2 separate regions of the Gossypium arboreum genome follow, and region 1 is linked to region 2. The links are chromatin contacts, called in public Hi-C maps. All regions are on one chromosome and are shown on one strand. Each heading gives the region's core, a stretch centred on a gene start, on an enhancer-like site or on the middle of the called end of the contact. The rest is flanking DNA. Distances are from core to core; before and after follow the strand shown.

Region 1 (2,700 bases), core at 199-2,698, 130 kb after region 2:
TGCAGTAGTGATAGGCAACCTCCTGTTTTTTCTTTGTTCAGTCGCGTCGCCCCGCACATTTCCCCGCACAATGTTGCTAACACGGCACACGCCCAATTAAGTTCACCAACTGCTCTAAAATCAACGAGTTTCAGCAGTCATCTCAGATGTACGCGGTTTCGTGACAAGTCCGGCATTAGATAACCTCCGATCATCTCAAGAATGTATGCCCGAGCATATCGTATTCTTTCTAGTTCAGTCGAATCATTATCCGGCTCCGGAAATGTGTCTCGTAACCAGCCCATCTCGATCCGACCTCCGTTAATATTGTCCGAAATAGCACCCAAAAGCTCGTAACATATAGCGCCCCAATCAGTAGAATAAGCAGACCCAGTGACCGTGTACCTATCCACCGGCAATCCCAATTGCAACTCCACGTCTTCTAAAGTGATAGTACACTCTCCGCATGGAAGATAGAAAGTGTACGTCTCGGGTCTCCACCTCTCTATCAACGCACTGATTAGTTTCGGGTCGAACTTGCACCCCCGGCCTATCGTGACCACGTGCCAAAAACCCGCGTCCCGCAGGTAACCCTCTATCAACAGTGAAGAAGGACCAGACATATTACAAATATAGCATTGCAACACCCAATCTACAGACTGTTATAAAAAATTATAAAATTAAAATTAAAATTGCATAAATGAAAAAAAATATTAAATTGTACTAAAAAATTAATTAAAACTACATAAATTAAAAAAATATTAAATAATATTGAAATATTAAAATTATCACTTACCATTGTCATTTGATCGACAGAGATGTGTTTATTATCAAGACGAATTAATTCCCTTTCCATTGCAAAAATTTAATTTAAAATACAACTAATTCAAAAAAATTTTAAATAGAGCTTTTTTGCAAAAATTAAAGAGAGCTTTGAAAAAATTTGAGAGAATATGAGAGAATTTTTAGAAGAATTTGAGAGAATTTGGAAATGAGGACTTTTTTGTGTAAAAAATCAAGGGGAAAGGGGGTTTTATAGTTTTTTTTTTTACCGTTGGGGGCCCAACGGTCAAATTTTTGACTGTTTGAAAAACACGGGCAAAGCGCGTCCTGAGGAAGCGCTTTGTCCACATCAACACAAACCGCGTCCTTAGGGAAGTGTTTTCTGCTGATGTGGACAAAGCGCTTCCTCAGGAACATGCTTTGCTGGCAAATACCTTAACTTCGAGCTGACGTGGACGCGATTTTCCCGTTTTCGGCCTATTCCAGTAAATAATTAAAAAATCGGCCTATTTCTTTAAAAAAAAGTTGGAAATGGGCCTTTATCGGTAAAATACCCCTATTTTTACTAGTAAATAAAATACAATTGGAATTTTAAAGAGAAACCTTGAATAATAAACGTACATATATTTTCGTAAAAAAAAAGAACACGTATATATATGGCTTTTTTTTTTTTACACAAAACGTATATATATCGCTGTAACCTGCAGGAGAGGGATCATTTGTGAGGAGTGAGTTTTGGCAAGAAAATTCATCCTCTTCCCGAAGACCATAAACGTATATATAGCTGCCACGACGAAGGGTCTCTCCACGACTACCATGTTAGCCGGCGGCTTATATAATCGAAGGGGGTAAGCTTCAGTTCTTTCTGTACAGTAGAAGCAAATATGCATGCTCCATATATGGTTTAAGCCAACTCAAAATGAACCAACACTTCCTAACAATCCTAGAAAAATGCATTAATCTCAGCCATCTTAAACAACTCCAATCCTTCATCATCTCTCAAGGCCACTCCCACACCCAATTCTACATCTTCAAGTTAGTTCGCTTTTGCACACTCAAGATTTTCAACTTTTACTATGCTCGCTTACTGTTTGATCATCTTCCTTCTCCCAATATATACTTATACACTGCCATGATTACTGCTTATGCCTCTGACCCCAACCACCATACTTCCGCTTTTGTCCTTTACCGTCACATGCTTCGCAAAGGCAAGCCGGCACCCAACAATTTTATTTTCCCTCATGTCTTGAAATCAGCTCCTGAGGTTTTGGAGTCTAATGGCACGAAACTGGTTCATACCCAGATTTTAAAATCGGGTTTTGGACAATACCCAGTTGTTCAAACGGCTCTGGTTGATTCCTATTCGAGGACGGGTTCGTGCATTGGGATTGCAAGGGACGTGTTCGATGAAATGTCTGACAGAAATCTTGTGTCTTGGACTGCTATGGTTTCTGGGTATATGAGAGTAGGGGATGTTGGAAAGGCTGTTTCGCTTTTCGAGCAGATGCCCAATAGGGATATTCCTTCTTGGAATGCTGTTATTGCAGGGTGCACGCAAAATGGATTCTTTTCTGAGGCTATTTCAGTGTTGAGAAAGATGGTAATGGTGGGAACAGGAGAAGGGAATAGGCCTAATCAGGTTACAGTTGTTTGCAGTTTATCGGCTTGTGGAAACACTGGGATGTTTCAGCTTGGCAAATCAATCCATGGTTACGTTTATAGAAATGGTATTGATAATGATTGTTTCATAGCTAATGCTTTAATAGATATGTATGGGAAATGTGGGAGCTTAGATACAGCAAGAAGGATTTTTGAAATGAGTTCCAAGAAAAACTTGACATCTTGGAACTCTATAATCAATTGTTTTGCACTACATGGACAAAGTGAGAATGCAATTAGTTTGTTTGAGGAGATGATCAATTGTGGTTTTGAGGATAT
Region 2 (2,700 bases), core at 69-2,568:
TTATTCTATTAGATATGTCAGTTTTTAACAATATAAAGTGATAAAATTTTTAAAAATTAATTTATCCAATTTTTTAGTAGAGAGAGCAAAATGCAACTTAACTTCTTGTAATTTTGCACTCATTTATTCATTGGGATCCTTTACAATTTCCACCAATCATGTTATGTAGAAGACTAGGATAAAAGATAAATAAAAGGTTTGAGTTAAACCAATCCATTTGTTATCCCATCAAAACATACTTTTGTACAAAAAAATGCAAGCAATAAAACAAGATATGATAAACAAGTAAACTTTGCAACTAAGAATCCAACATTTACTAATTATAGAATCTACATTAGCAACACATCAAGTAAGCAGAATGAACAGAAAAAGCAAAGACTAACACTGTATAATGGACCTTCCAAATCTCTATGTGTCTATGGTATTCCCAAGTCCAAATGAGAAATGTTCACGAACAGGTGAAAACTCCACTAATCCAATATCCATTGCATACCCAGAAACAGGCAATTTCAACTCTCTCAACACACAAAAAGCCTCAGCCATTCTTGTTTTAGGCACTTCTTGAGCTACGGGACAATAAGGGATCCAAGCATCAGCTTTAAACTCTTCCCCAATTTCAATCCCTTCTTTTTTAATTGCCTCACATACCTGAGCCTGGAATTGTAGGAGCGTCATTGTTGGAGCTGGTGAAAGGAAGAGAACATTGTTTTCATTTGGGAAAGCCCCAATTGAAGAAAAAGAAATAGGTAAAGGTTCTTGCTTTGAAGCAAAGGACTTTATAACGGATTCAAGCTTTGCAGGATCGAGAAAAGGGCTTGAAAAGAGAGTAATGTGAGGCCTTGATTCGATTTCAATTAACTGAGTGCTGATTTGACGACGAGCCAAAACATTCCAAGCTTTTAAGACCTGGTTCTCAAGTGCTGGATCGAAGTAAAGCTCAATTGAGAAACCTTGTGACATTGAATTTTTTTTTTTTACGATAACAAAAAAGGATCCGAAATTTTTTTAAAAAAAAAACGGAGATCTAAAAGTACCCAGACAATGAAAATTGGAACTTGATGAATAATTAGGGATAACCAGGGAGGGGGGAAATTCAAAACCCTAGAAAGAACATGGGAATTAAAGATGCCCAAATTAGATTTGGTATTGTGAAGGCCAAAGAAGAAGGTACAAAGTGAAAAGAAATACAGGAATTTTATGTTGTTCTTTCACCTTTTTTGGCCAAAGATAGATAATAAAGAGGGGGAACTTTGTATGGGCAATTTGGAGTATCCATCGCCGTCCATGCGGCTCGCTCATAAAAGAGGAAAATTTTCTAAATTTCAAACTGAATATATCTTTGGCTTAACACCTCTTTTCACCCTGTATTATAGCTAAATTATCACTTTGGTACCTAAACTATTTTTATCAGTTTGGACCTTGTACTTTCTTTTGTTATTAGTTTGGCCCGTATACTTTAATTCTATAATCTTGTACTCTCTCAAAATTTAAAATTTAATCCTTATACTTTAATTTTGAGACATTAAATCTTTTATTTTTTTATTAAAAATCTTGATCTCTCCATTTAAACGGTATCAACGGTAAAATAATTTTTTAGCCCTCAATATTTATAATTTTTGTCAATCAGTCCTTACACTACATAAAAATTTTAAAAAAAAAATTTCTTATTTTAAATAAAAGCATAAAATTAAAAATTAAAACTTTTTCCAAAAAATTAAAAATTGTGGAAAAATAAAATGATTCTAAATATATTCCAAAATTGAATGTTATCTAAACTGCACCTGACCAACCAGTCGGATCAGGAATCAGTTGGGATATCAATTTGACGAGAGGTAAAAATAGGTTGACTCGCGAATCGGTACAGATTGATTGAACCAAGCTAAAAATTGGTTAAACGAACAATTGAACTATTTTCGATCTAGTCTAACCAATTGATTCTCAAAACGGCCAACACGATTGGTTCAAATCAAATAAATTATTTTAAAAAAAATCAAAGTTATAAAATAGGTTCAATTTCCAGTTCTACTAGTTTTTTAGTTTGGTTTAACCAATCCATACCAATTCATGAGTCAACCAGTTTTTTACCTCTCACCAGACCAATATCCCATTAGTTCTTGATCCAATTAGTTCTGCTCGGTTTAGATAAAATTAAATTTTAGAATTTTTTTATAGTTTTAAAAATCTTTTATTTTTATTTTGAATTTTAAACTGTTATTATTATTTTTTCAATTTTTTAAAAGATTATAATTATAGTTTGAATTTTTATTTTTTACAATAAGGAAAAGAATTAAATTTTTTTTAAAATATATATATGTACTTGGCATGGATCAAGTTGACAATAAACTTCACATGTTAAAGACTAACAAAATTTTAAAAATGAAAAAATCAATTGACTGCAAATTGGTATGCACCGGTAGAATTGGGCTAAAAAATCAATTGAACTAGTAATTGAATTGATATTTATAATTTTTGTAATATTTTTATTTTAAATAATTTATTTGTTTTGATTCAGTCGGATCAGTCGTTCTGGGAACCAATTAATCAAACCAGTTTGAAATCAATTCAACAAACTTTTTAGTTTGGTTCAACCAGTTTGTACCGATTCACAGGTCAACCGATTTTTTTACCTTTCACCGAATTGATACCTCAACTGGTTCTCGATCCAACTGGCTGGTTTAGATAACATTAATTTTTGAAATT

What was found. Hi-C and Micro-C count contacts between places; a contact is called where the count stands out from the background.
Region 1: a contact with region 2 is called in a Hi-C map of leaf, with 2.2 times the contacts expected there. The contact joins the promoter of LOC108488595 here to the promoter of LOC108454746 in region 2. A contact is called at or near these places in 2 of 5 Hi-C or Micro-C datasets (both in leaf).

Annotation. Positions count from the first base shown.
Region 1 is chr9:8,481,643-8,484,342 of ASM2569848v2, forward strand. LOC108488595 (pentatricopeptide repeat-containing protein At1g33350) reads left to right here and starts at 1,449. Exons shown (of 1, transcript XM_017792881.2): 1 at 1,449-2,700. The coding sequence starts at 1,682. It overlaps LOC108488075 (protein MAIN-LIKE 2-like), which reads right to left and starts at 602. Exons shown (of 1, transcript XM_017792388.1): 1 at 138-602. The coding sequence starts at 602. The coding sequence ends at 138.
Region 2 is chr9:8,349,351-8,352,050 of ASM2569848v2, forward strand. It overlaps LOC108454746, which reads right to left and starts at 1,319. Exons shown (of 2, transcript XM_017753304.2): 1 at 384-1,319. The coding sequence starts at 960. The coding sequence ends at 409.